Regions from separate parts of the Mus musculus genome. Here region 2 is linked to region 1. The links are chromatin contacts, called in public HiChIP or PLAC-seq maps. All regions are on one chromosome and are shown on one strand. Each heading gives the region's core, a stretch centred on a gene start, on an enhancer-like site or on the middle of the called end of the contact. The rest is flanking DNA. Distances are from core to core; before and after follow the strand shown. Region 1 has its middle 26 kb from the start of Gm19866. Region 2 has its middle 20 kb from the start of Gm46420.

What was found. HiChIP or PLAC-seq counts read pairs in DNA pulled down with a chosen protein or histone mark.
Region 2: an H3K4me3 HiChIP or PLAC-seq map of craniofacial prominence shows a contact between it and region 1, with 5 times the contacts expected there. The contact joins two enhancer-like sites. A contact is called at or near these places in 8 of 484 Hi-C or Micro-C datasets (embryonic fibroblasts, embryonic stem cells, nephron progenitors and 1 more), 6 of 115 datasets of contacts at active chromatin or transcription factors (craniofacial prominence, differentiating embryonic stem cells, embryonic basal ganglia and 3 more) and 2 of 9 other capture datasets (embryonic tail and embryonic trunk).

What each region holds. Positions count from the first base shown.
Region 1 is chr13:59,887,104-59,893,160 of GRCm38.p6, forward strand. No RefSeq gene overlaps it. Among named protein-coding and RNA genes, the nearest start is that of Gm19866, 26 kb to the right of the region's middle. Within about 2 kb of position 2,743, at least 62 of the 459 cell types and tissues checked have an H3K27ac peak or open chromatin away from gene starts, as enhancers often do. A contact at or near this core is called in craniofacial prominence, where this site is marked.
Region 2 is chr13:60,143,787-60,149,969 of GRCm38.p6, forward strand. No RefSeq gene overlaps it. Among named protein-coding and RNA genes, the nearest start is that of Gm46420, 20 kb to the left of the region's middle. RefSeq lists an enhancer at 1,895-5,413. Within about 2 kb of position 3,940, at least 73 of the 459 cell types and tissues checked have an H3K27ac peak or open chromatin away from gene starts, as enhancers often do. A contact at or near this core is called in craniofacial prominence, where this site is marked.

The DNA.
Region 1 (6,057 bases), core at 1,493-3,992:
ATGGCGTCAGAGCTCTTCCAACCACAGCAGGCAGGTTCTGCAGGGCCCTTTACCCTTGGTCCTTAGCCAAGAGGTTTGCTTCTCTTTGCTCCCCTGTCCCAGCGTGGAGCTAGGGTACAGATTTTGATGGCCTCTTATTAAGGTCCAGGGATCAGAACAGAAGGGAAGCAGAGAATGTGAACTTAGGGTCCAATCCTAAGCCCAACAGTGCAGCTCTCCTGAAGGGTCCTTTCGGCTGCCCTTGGGAAGCCATAGTCAGCTCCTCCCCACCCCCACCCCCCACCAAGGAATAACTGATTGACACGGGAAAGGAAGGAGTAGGTTTCCCTCCCTCAGAAAAGCAGGAGGCCCGTGAATCACCGCTCTGATTCAGCTCTGTGGAGCAATCTTCATTTCCAGACCAAGGCTCTACTTTGTCCCCAAGAGATGGATTTAATTAGAAGTTCCCTCCTCCCCACTGAGAACTGCTGAGAGCCTTCTTGATTTATTTTCATACAAGGCAGGGTGTATTTTGGTGTTTTTCCTAAAATAAAGTAAGAGTTGCTACAGGCAGCATTGATCTTCCAGAAGATGGTGGAGAGCTTCTCAGAGACAACAAAACAAAACAAAACAAAACAAAACCAAAAACAACCCACTCCAGCACCTTCTTGAAGCACCAGACCACTATTACCTCTGCAAACTTCAAAAAGGCAACCAAACTTTCCCTTCAAGGTGATGCGCTTTTGTTGGGATGGGCTCTGCCATGCCTCAATAACGCGTATCACCCAGATGTTTCTGGCCTAAACTACAGTGGGTTTGTTGGTTCCTCACTTCTAGTCCACACCCCACACAGATAGGCCAAGATCTGCTCTCATTGAGCTGTATTCAGAGCACTTTCTTTGAGAGCCCTGACTGGCTACTGTCTCGACTTGCAGGCCATGGTGGTACATGGAGTAGAGAGAACTCTAACCCTTGTCACTAATCAAATCTGTCCCAGAAGTGGCAAAAGTCACTTCTGTCTCCTCCCATTCACCAGAACTGGTCACTGGGTCTCACCCAATGACCCAGCAGGCAGGAAGTACAAGCCACCTTCCCTTGTAGCCTGGAGGAGTTGACAGTTATTGACAACAGCAACCACAGCATTCCAGATAAACATTTGTGGCTGAACAGAGCTTCCCCTCCCCCATCACATCTGTGTTCTCTTAGTCTCTTCTTGAAACCTTGGGGACAGCAAGGGTTTCTAGTAACAAGGACACATGCTATTATTCAATCTGTGACTGTCCTTGACATTATGTGCTTTGAGTTACTTCTATTTCCTGGGGATCTCTTTCTCTCTCTCTCTCTCTCTCTCTCTCTCTCTCTCTCTCTCTCTCTCTCTGTGTGTGTGTGTGTGTGTGTGTGTGTCTGTCTATCTGTCTGTCTGTCTGTCCCCATCTAACTTTGAGGATATTCTGAAAAGTGAAGACTAGACTCACACCAGAGCTCTCTGCTGCCTCTGGGGAAAAGGTGCCTTCACCTTAGAGTTGGTCCTGGGTGCACATTTTGTTTCTTTCTCAAATATTCATGTATTTTTATTTCAGATTCCCAGCATTTCTGTCAAAGGCTCATGTCCTCCTCTCCTCCTGTCTTGAACTTTTAACTCCAGAGCCTCTGAGGCCAAATAAGTATCACACCCATGGCTAGAGTTAATGTTAGAGTTAGGAAGAGTTCAGCTCCTGGGTATGTTTTTTTTTTTTTTTGTGGTTTATGATTGCTATTCATATCATAGGGTGTTAGTAACCACAGAGACAAGACACTGTAGAGCCATATAATGTGAGCACACATAGACACACACACACACATACATACACACACACACATGCACACACACTTATACACACATATACACACACATATACACATACACACACACCTATACACACACATATACACACACATACACACATACATACACAGACACGCATATACAGCCACATACACACACATATACACACATACACAGACACATACACACAGACACATACATATACAAATATACACACACACACACACCAATATATACAAATACACACACACACAGAGCACAATTATAACTAATTCTTTATGTTTGAAGGTATGTATTTATCAGAGTTAAATTTCCCACAGTGAGATAGCTCACCATGAGAAAAAACAATTACAGTTACTGAAAATCATTTTTCTTAGACCCATTTAAAGAAGCACAGGGATGTCTTTGCAGCAGAAAATACAGTGGATACAGGAGACAGGGTATGCAAAGCCCTGAAAGCAAGCCATGTGGCATAGGAGGGCAGGAGATTTTAAATACTCTTAGGTCAGGCTAACTTGTTCTAGGCTAAGAACAGAATCCAAACATGGCTAAACCAGAATACTCAGACCTCTTTACAAAACGTATGTGGATAACATTATTTTTTGGAGAGATTATGGGAAGTGACTTTCTTGTTAATACAATTATTTGGGATTACGGCTCAATCCTGGCATTACCAGTGAGATTTTGAGATACCGGGAGGAGAGTTTTTGCTGTGTGTGTTACAGCCCCAGTTCACAGATCAGCACGAAGGCTCTTCCACAGAGAAGAAAAAGTGGTCAAAGTTTGTAAGACTGACCCTAAACTGAGCACAATTCGCCCTTTACAGAGGGGGGATTTTTTTTTCTTTTTGTCTTTTGTTTTCCTCTGTGCCACAAGGTGGCGGTGATCACATTCTCAAACAACCATCTGCCTCAGCTAAAATGAAGCCATGAAGTGGCAAAGTTTGATGTAATCTGCATCAGGAATGGAACCAGTATGTTCACAGTGGAAGGCCGGCACGGTTGCTATGGGAACGTCTCTCTCAATCAGCTTCCTTAACCCCTCAGGAGATAAATGGAAATGACCAATAGCCTTGTGGAAGGACTTCCTGCCATGAGGTTCTGCCTGTCCTCCACAGTGGGACCTCTGCCTGAGACCACAGAATGGGTTCTCCTTCTCTGCTACCGTCCTGTAGTTGTATCAGGGGTAGATAAGAAGCAGCCTTTGGCATTTATGGTTGGACACACAATGTGCTACTAGAGGAAGAGCTGTTTAAAAGATTCATAAGGACTGTACTGAGAGAGCAAGGAGTCACAGAGTCCCACACACTAACTTAAGGCCACTTATCTTTTTGTACCTAGAAGGACAACTCCCCTGGGTGTCACAGAGTGCACCTGAATGGTTATATCAGTACCTCTTAAAATGTAGGTGTGACATCTCTGCATCCTCGGGACAAGCGGAGGCATGCTGGTGACTTCATAGCCATCTTTTCAGACTCTATTGATATTTTCTAAATTCTGAGGGGAGAAAGACATTTCTAAATAAGGATCCATGTTCCCTCTCTCCAGGCTTAGCCAAGTTGGATTATCCTGTGTAAATTATTCAGGGACCCCCCCCCCCCACACACACACACACACACACGCACACACGTACACACTTAGCTACAAGGTCTGAATCCACATCTCTCCCCTGAAAGGGTTGGGTCAGGCACTTGGCAGCAGAATGGCAGTAAGCATCAGCTGGCATGCCAGCTTCACCTCAGGTCCCCATGTGGTACCCGTGAGGAGGGAAGGCTGCTTCTCCACCAGCCCAGTTGCCAGCTTCTTTTGTAGTCTCATGGGAAACACGAGAATGCGGTTGATGAAGGTTCCATCTGAGGTTTTATCTGGATCCCTGGGTAAAAGCGTAGTTACCCATATCTCTAATTTTAAACGAGATGTTTTTGAGGCGTTGCTATGTAGCCTAGGTTGGCTTCAAGATGATAATCCTCCTGCCTCACCCTTCTAAGTACTGAGATAACTGACGTACACTATCATATCCTGACTATCGAGGCCTTCATGGAGTAAAAATGTTTACTGCTCTTCCTCGCCAGGAACCATGAACTGTGTTTATTCTCTGACTGTTGAATACTCCATAGCTGATAAACAGCGGGCACCCTCCTCACACACAGAGGGAAGGAGATTCTAACACTTGGTCTTGATGTCAATATGACACTCCTTGAAGACTTTTCTAGTCTCTTTGGTTTGCTCCTTACAGGGCATGACCCACAGAGGTCACGGCCATTCCCATTTTACAGATGGGGAGACTGAGGCAGTGACAAAGCAAGAGGGTTGTCTGCCCCTGTGCTGAGCTTCAGTCTCCATTTACTTCCCTGGGAATGCTTGCGTGGCATGTAACTTGCAACTGGCACTGGCGTAGCTTTGCCCTTTCTTTTACTGATCTTCTTTAGTATTGGGTGTACAGTGCTTAAATGAGTTGATAGGAGCACTGAACAGTGATAATGGGGTGTGGTAGATACCTAAGTGTTCAATGAATGAATGGGACAGAAATGCCTTTGCTCCCGGTCTCCCTGAGCTGTTGCAGCATGGTTGTGGTTTCCACAACAGTATGTTCAGAGCAGAGCAAGAGGTTTCTGGGTAGTAGTGACAGCTCCCACGGGACTGTGTCCTTTCCCAGAACGATATGTTCTGTTGGCTGGAACAGCCCTTATGGTACCGATGACTACATAGGTACCTATAGATGTATAGGCCTGGTGGAGCCTATCGAGGGGAAGTAGTAAGCATTGTCCTCCACGCGCTGGGCATCTTAAATAGGAGGCACGAGGTGGCAGTGCCCACAGTAGGAGTCTACTAGGCCCCACTGGGATTTCCGCGCAGACCTTGGCTTCTGATGGAGATACTTAAGGAGCCTGTCTCTCATTTCCTTCCTTTCAGTCAGACTCAGGGACTTTGTTAGTCAAGAGTGAGAGATGACGTGTCTCAGGCAGAATGGAGGGTGTCAGGCCTGAGAGGTCCCCTTTTCAGTTATCTGAGGTGGAAAGCAATCTATTTCCTTCTGAATTTTCCACAGCAGCAGGCTCGTTAGGCCCGGGTCTGTCAGAATAGGTTCCTGCTTCATCTATAGAGGTGGTTGATAATGCCCAGTTCGGTCTAGACAGGGTGTGAGACGGGGAGTGGCTTCTCAGATAAGCCATGGAGGGCTGCTCTTGGGTCTTCTGGGTATTAGCGGTTGTTTTTACAATACAACTGTGAAAACAGAGTGATCCCCTTTGCTCCCTCAGCAGAGCCCGCTCCTTGTTCCCTGTCCCCACCCCTCCAGGTCTCAGCCTCCATGGGTGGCTTGAGGATTATGTCCAGATACTTTAAGCCCCTCAAACAAGCATGATCTCTCACCTACAGTTCTCTATTTTAACTTAAGAACAATCTGCCTTTCTTTAATTATTGGGGATGTATATTTACTGTCTATTTAGAGGGAGGTGAGTGAACAGGTGGGACCCGGCAGCACCATGAAACTACCTCAGCAGCCAAGCGGCAACTGTGGCCTGCTGTGCCCTGGCTTCTGAATTCTCACACGAAGCACTTTTACTGCATGCACGGTTGACTCGCTGATCAATGGATCCTGGCAGCTATAAACATTTTATGGCTGTCTGTGACAATATGACTCCTAGGCCCCTAGAGGAGTCTATGCAGACAGGGCCTTAGGAGGAGGAGGAGAAGTTTTGCTCCCGGGGGAGGGGGTGCAGCTCCCAGAGGCCAGATCAAAACCAGGCGAGGGGTTGAGTTACTCACTCAGGGGCTTCCCACTGTCGAAGACAGAAAGGTGTCCGAGGTCCAGCAGTGTTCCCAGGTTGAGAGTGTTTATTTGTTCCCAGTCATTGCAACAATTCTAAGGATGATTTGACTGGCATTCCTTTGGGGACACTGAAGGTTAGTGGCTTGCCTATCTCCTGTTCTCTCTCAGTGCCTGAGAAATTAGCCCTTGAACTCTGGTCAGATGACACATGATACATGAGGCTGATGACCCCCATAGAAAAGCAAGACCCAACTGTGCCTTTATTTTGTTAGAAACCTCGAGTCTTTTCTGACTGACCCCTATGAACGCTTGAGGTGTGTACTCACTTTTACTCTGAGTTGAAAAACAGCAAGGGCTTTGTAATGCCAGGTTTTAGTGTGCAGTCACAACTGGAGGGCAGGGTTGTGAGTGCAGAAGGACAACAGGAAGGAGTGAAAGGTGTGTGCTCACGAGGCACGCCGAGCCTTATGTCATGTGAGCTC
Region 2 (6,183 bases), core at 2,690-5,189, 260 kb after region 1:
AGGTCTCCATGGTAAGTCTAGAAACTCTGGCTGAAGCAGATAGACTTGACATGCTCTGACTGGCCTCGTCCTCATACCCGATGAGACACACTGCGGTACAAGCAGCTCCCTAGGAAGCTGAGCACAACCCAGCCGTCATTGTCCAAGGTGTCAGGATAAACGCTTAAAGTACAAACGCTGTGTAGCCTTCTATCTCATCTAAATAGTACCCTGACCAAAATGGAATGGTAACCAACTCATGGCTCCCACTGGTCCCTAAGTAAATCTAGCGTTGTGTGGTGCGAGTCGTCGGGAAACCTGGTATAGGAAGTGCGTGCAGGTTAAAGGTGACTTCATGATTTCTTTTATGTAAGATTGGTGTGACATTTAGCCTGCTTGTTCAGTGGCACAGGTCCTGGGGGCACCCCCTTGATTGGTGACATGATTTCTGATGCTGATCATCTGTGACCTCACCTTCCCCAAACCCCCTATCATTGAAGTCTGATGTTTAAATGACTCTATGGTCTCCCAAGCTCGTTGGTGGACTTAAGGATGCTATAAAATGGTTCCATGTCATCATGCTAGGAAAACCTCCTTTCTGGGGTGGAGGGCTGCAGCCTGTGACCCTATTGGAATGTGGTGGATAAATGGAAACATATTGAGTCTCCTTTGTGGCCAGTAGGTTCTCCTGGCACAGGTTATCTACTGAGAACCTGCCCCTCTGCCTTTGCATTCTGATCCCGAAAGAAGTTGTGGTGAAAACTTCGTAAATTTGAGCATAGGAGAATGTGCATACACCACAGAACACATTGTGAATTCAAGAAGTACCGCACACCCCTCTCACCCCTCCTGCCCCTCTCCCATCACCACATGCACAACGATGAAACTGCAGTGTACTGAAGTTTTTATTTGCTGAGACTGTTGAATGTTTCTTAACAGCATGATTGGAATAAACATCAATTTCATTCATGAGAAACACAATGTAGGTTTTGTTTCTTAAAAAACAAAACAAACAAAAAAAAAAAAAACCAAAAAACAAAACTGTGCTTTTATTTCAAGCACAATACCACCTGGGAACCTATATTAATGAAAGACCAATAATGTAAAATACCCAAGTAATTTCATGAATGAAAACGTTCGGAATGGCAATATCAAGAAATGAGGAACATAAGAGCATTCTTGGGAGATTATAATGGATGACTGTAGTGGCATATTATCCTGCCTTATAGCATAAAGCACAAGGGGATTGTATCTGTGAAAGAAAAAAAAAAGCCAGAGATCTATACCCAGAAGTAAATGCCAGGTATTTAGTTCATTCTGACATTACAGTCAAAGAAATCTATACAGGTCCAGAAAGGGAGAGACTACCAAGGCATTTAGATGGTTGCTATCAGACAGACCATAAGGGGAAAGGGACTGTGAATATTTTGTGGTTGATGCTGCAGTGTGGTAATAATAAGGTTGAGATCTTTTAGGGGGAAGCACACAGCCTATCTGTCCTTAGAGCGGCCATAATTACCTAGATGAAGTGATGCTCTTAAGAACATGCCAGACCTGATACAAAAGGCCGTGTGAGCTGTGCCCCTCTTGAGGGCATATCCCTAGTAGGCAGGTCCATAGAGTCAGAAAGAAGACCAGCAGCTGCCAGGAATGGAGTTGGGCAGCCTGGGCAGGAGGACAGCACTTACACAGGCTTTTCATCTTGATGGGTGTCACGGTTACACACTATCGTAAAAGCAATAGACTCTACTGAATTTTGAACTTCAAAAATGATTAGCATTATGTCACATGATGTGTATAGCAATAGCTGCTTGGACCCCACCTCAGTATGTTGACATTTTACTGTGTTAAGTTTCCAGTGAAGAACGATGCTCTGTCAGACAAGTGGGGTGGGGCATTGTCATGGCCGCCTTCTTTGCCACACTGAAAAAGGAGGCCCCGTGAAAGCAGCATCCTGCCAGGACTGCAGCTTGTGTTTGCAGAGTGTCTGTCATCAGTAGTGAACTAGTGGGTACCAGGTATGTGCCTCGCTACACCTTCTGAGCCTACAGCCTTGCTGATGAACCTTAGGGAAAGTCATCACTTTAAATACACTGTGGACCATGTCTGAACATCCCACAAGGGCAGGTGGGAGCTTTGCCTACAGCTTTGACTTTCTTGCAGCATCTCCTTCTGTATGAGAATCCTGAGGCATGGGTCAGCCCTGTTATTTTAGGGGAGGCCACCTCAATGACAGCCCTGAGCTGAGATAAGAGACACCCGTTTGTTTTGTTTTTGTTTGTTTGTTTGTTTTGTTTTGTTTTGTTTTTGAGTGCTTGGAACAACATTTTCAGATGAGCTTTCCTCCATTTTGGAATCTCTGTCTAGACTTTCCCAGCTGGACATCCTTAATCCAGATATTGCAAATCTGAAATGTCCCAGAATTACAGCTGTCATGTTGGATTAGGGATGCTCATCCATGTTTTTATCAAAACCACCAAGGACTGGCTGACTTGATCTGCCTGCTGTCTTTGGATGATCTTTTGACTCAAGCCCAATTTCTCCCACTTACATTCATTGGCGTTCGGGAGATGAAGGGGCCTCCAAACACTGAGAACAGTTCAAAGGTAACTCCATTTAACCAGCTGCTGGTGAGGCCTTGGAAATACAAAAGGCCTCAAAGTGTTAAAGCTCAGGGCCACAGGCACACAAAATGACACAAAGGACAGTCCCAAAGAGAAGACAGGACAGCCAGGGACTCCTCACCTTGGGCTCATTTATCCTGTGCAGAGGTGAAGTGTGCTAGCAAGAAAACAAAATGCTTGCTTTGGCTAAGGGGGTCTTAAAGAAATATGACCCTTCGCTCCATTGGTTGTATCAACTTAAACAAAGAATTTATGGTCTGAGATTTTTCTTTAGGACACTGTGACTAATAATTTTAGGACCGTCAGCCTGTCAGCTCTCTAAAACATCTTTTTTTTTTTTTAAACCTGGGGAATTTGTCTTTGCCAAACTCAAAAAGGGAAATGTATGCACATTAGGATGAGGTTTTCACCTTTTGTTCTTAGAAATATGGAAAATGAGAGTAGATCAAAAGGCCTGGTAATACCCACTTCTCCTTTCAAAGCGTCACTCACTTGGAGGGTCTCACGTTTCCTCAGGGTGTGAAATGCCTTATATCCCCCCACCCCCTCTCTCTCCTTTCTCCACAATGACTACAAGTACAGGAAGGAGAATAAAGCCCTTCCCCACCACCCACAGGCCATCTCCCACCCCTGGCAGCTCTCCTGGCTCTGACCTCCCTGCTGCCCCTAAGGGCTTGGTGTCTGTCTAGCCAGACCCCGCTGGGTGCTTGAGAAGCCCAGAGCCTCCCCTCTGTGGTGGAGTCTTCCTCCACAGTGCCCCCCCCCCCCTCCACTGTCCTCCTGCGTCCTCCTCCAGCAGGGTCATGTGGCCCAGGCGCACCAGGGCCTTCCCAGCTTGCATCCCGAGACCCCCATTTCTATGCACCCTGGAAAGGGTGATTAATTTAAACTGAGTGGAGTCTGTTTCTTTAAGACAAGCTCATAAATCGTGAAAGATCACCACTTCTTTTCAAAAGCCTCTCTGCGGTCTGAGTCTCCCTTCTGGGTCACTAAAGTCATTGAAGCTTTAACGGCGTGCCATGGCAGATTACACGATACAGCCGTCCCAGCACCGTGAAAATTAAGTTATGCCCCGTGTCAGCAAGGGGCTTTGCCCCTTTCTTTTCCCTCCCCTCCCCCACAGGCTCCTTTCTGCTGCGTTCCTTCCCACCCCGCGCGCTCTCCCTCCACCGGCAGCCCTGCTCTCTCCCTCTCTCCCTTCCTCCCTCTTTCTCTTCTCTCACCCTCCTTCTTTCTCCCTCTCTTTCCTTCCTGAGCTGCCTTCTCGATGGTCCTGTCTGCCCTTTCGCAGTCCCGCTGGGAAGTGCACATCCCAGAAGAGGCAGAAGTTGGCCCACAGGCGGCTGTGCTTTGAGCTTCAGCTATTGAGATCTAGTAAATGGAGCTGATGGGCTTGGCTTTCAGAGCAGAGCCAGCAAAATGGTGCCTTTTGTTCTCACCCCCCCCCCCACACACACACACACATGCACACATGCACACATCCCAGCTTCCTTCTCTCCCTCTTCTACCTCCTCCTCTTCACCCTCCCTCCCAGATCTGACCTAAACCCTCCAAATCAACTCATTGGCCCAGAAGCAGGCAGTATCCTCCTGAGGTTGCAAAGGATGGCCACTAGCCACTCCCCCAGCTCCCCCTGTGTTCTATGCAAAGCCCAGGGTGTGCTTAGTGGAGACTTCACTCCTTCCCCAGGTCGGAAGCAGTGGACAAGCAAGAATACCCCTCAAAAGTACCTGTGCCTATGGAAGCGAGGGCTTGTGGGGAGAGGGAGTCCCCAACAAACCACTACCATGTCACCAGTACCCCAACATGCGTAGCAGGTAGCAACACACATACACAGTCTCTTAATAATTCCTGATGGTCCAATAGCACCCAGCAAACCATCAGAGAGAAAAACATGATTTAAATAGGCCTCTCTGCTTTTTCTTTTATGATTTATTTTTGCTATTTTAAATTATGTGTGTGTGTCTGTGTGTGTGTGGGGGGGGGGAGTGGATATGTGCACAGGTGTGAGTGTGGACGCATCAGGACAGTGTAAGTGCCAGCAGAGGTCAGAGGCATCACATTGCCCTGGTTATGTGTGGTTGAGAGCCACCTGATGTGGGTGCTGGAGACTGAACTCTGTGCTCTTGTGCTGAGCCACATCTCCAGCCCTCCAGATGTTCTCCAGATGTTCTTAGCAAAGAATCCTACAAGTCTATCTACTCTACGTCACTTCTTTGACTCTTCTTCTCACCACCCGAACCCCCTAATCATACCCTTCAACCAGTTTTTCCTGTAAAATTAGGTCTGGGAGTAAAATAAATCACTGCACAGAATAGATGCAACTTTCTGGCATGATGTAATAGTCAGAGCACAGCAAACAGAAAGGCTTTGCGGAACCTCACCTAACCAGAACGGGAGAGTGCGTGAGAGGAGGAGTCTCACCCACTAAAGCAATGAAGTCTTTGCCCACAGTCCTCCTCTGTCACTGGTTGTCCCACGAAGCTACCTACTCTGCTCTTCTGAGCTGTGCATGTATCCTGCATGACTACCACAGAGGAGCCCAGACTAGAGAGTGAACACCAGTGGCCTGGGGTAGAGAGGAGGGTCCTGCCACTCTGACTTTCTACTTACACCAAACTGCATGACCCACACCTAGCTCCAGACTGTGCCTTATGACTCTGTTGTCTATTTTTCTACCCATTTCTAGTTCATACCCCAGGACCAGGGAAGCCACATACAGCTGTCTCCTGACGTCCACAGTGGGTTGTTTCCATGATTTCCTGTAGAAGCCCCAGTGTTTTATATAAAGGGACAGAATGTGGGCACATAATCCTCTTATATCCTTCAGCTTGCAGGTTACTTATGTCTAATGTGATGTGTTTATGCACCTGTTTACACTGATTAGGGAATGAGAAGAAGAGGAGAAGGAGAAGAAGAGGAATAGGAGGAGGAGGAAGAGGAAGAAGAAGAAGAAGAAGAAGAAGAAGAAGAAGAAGAAGAAGAAGAAGAAGAAGAAGAAGAAGAGGAAGAAGAAGAAGAAGAGGAAGAAGAAGAAGAAGAAGAAGAAGAAGAAGAAGAAGAAGAAGAAGAAGAAGAAGAAGAAGAAGAAGAAGAAGAAGAAGAAGACCTATACCTGTTTAGTCAGCTTTTAAAATATATTTTCTTTTTTTGGTTGATCAAATCCTCAATGTTGAATCTTCAGATTTGAAAGATGAATTTCTTTGTCCTATCCAAGTATCCCCTGGTCCAAGTATCCCCTGGATTAGAAACACAGTGTAGAATAGTATTTAAGGGTGTGTAGTGCTTTTATTGTGTGAGGCATACCACTGGGAGTTGATAGTAACACGCGGAAGGGGCAGAGCCTGAGAGGATAACACTATTAAGTCATTTATTACAGAGAGCTCACAATTCAACTGGGTGGTATAGCCCAGTGGGAACCATTCACTATGACCCACAGAGACAGAAGGACTCTGGTACTTGGGCCTATGCTCTTGGGGTGTTAGTTGATGTGGCACGAAGCCACAGAAACATTGATTTTAGGCACTGCTTAAAGGAGAGCCACATGTTACCACTGACTCCTGGATGGACACTTCCACAG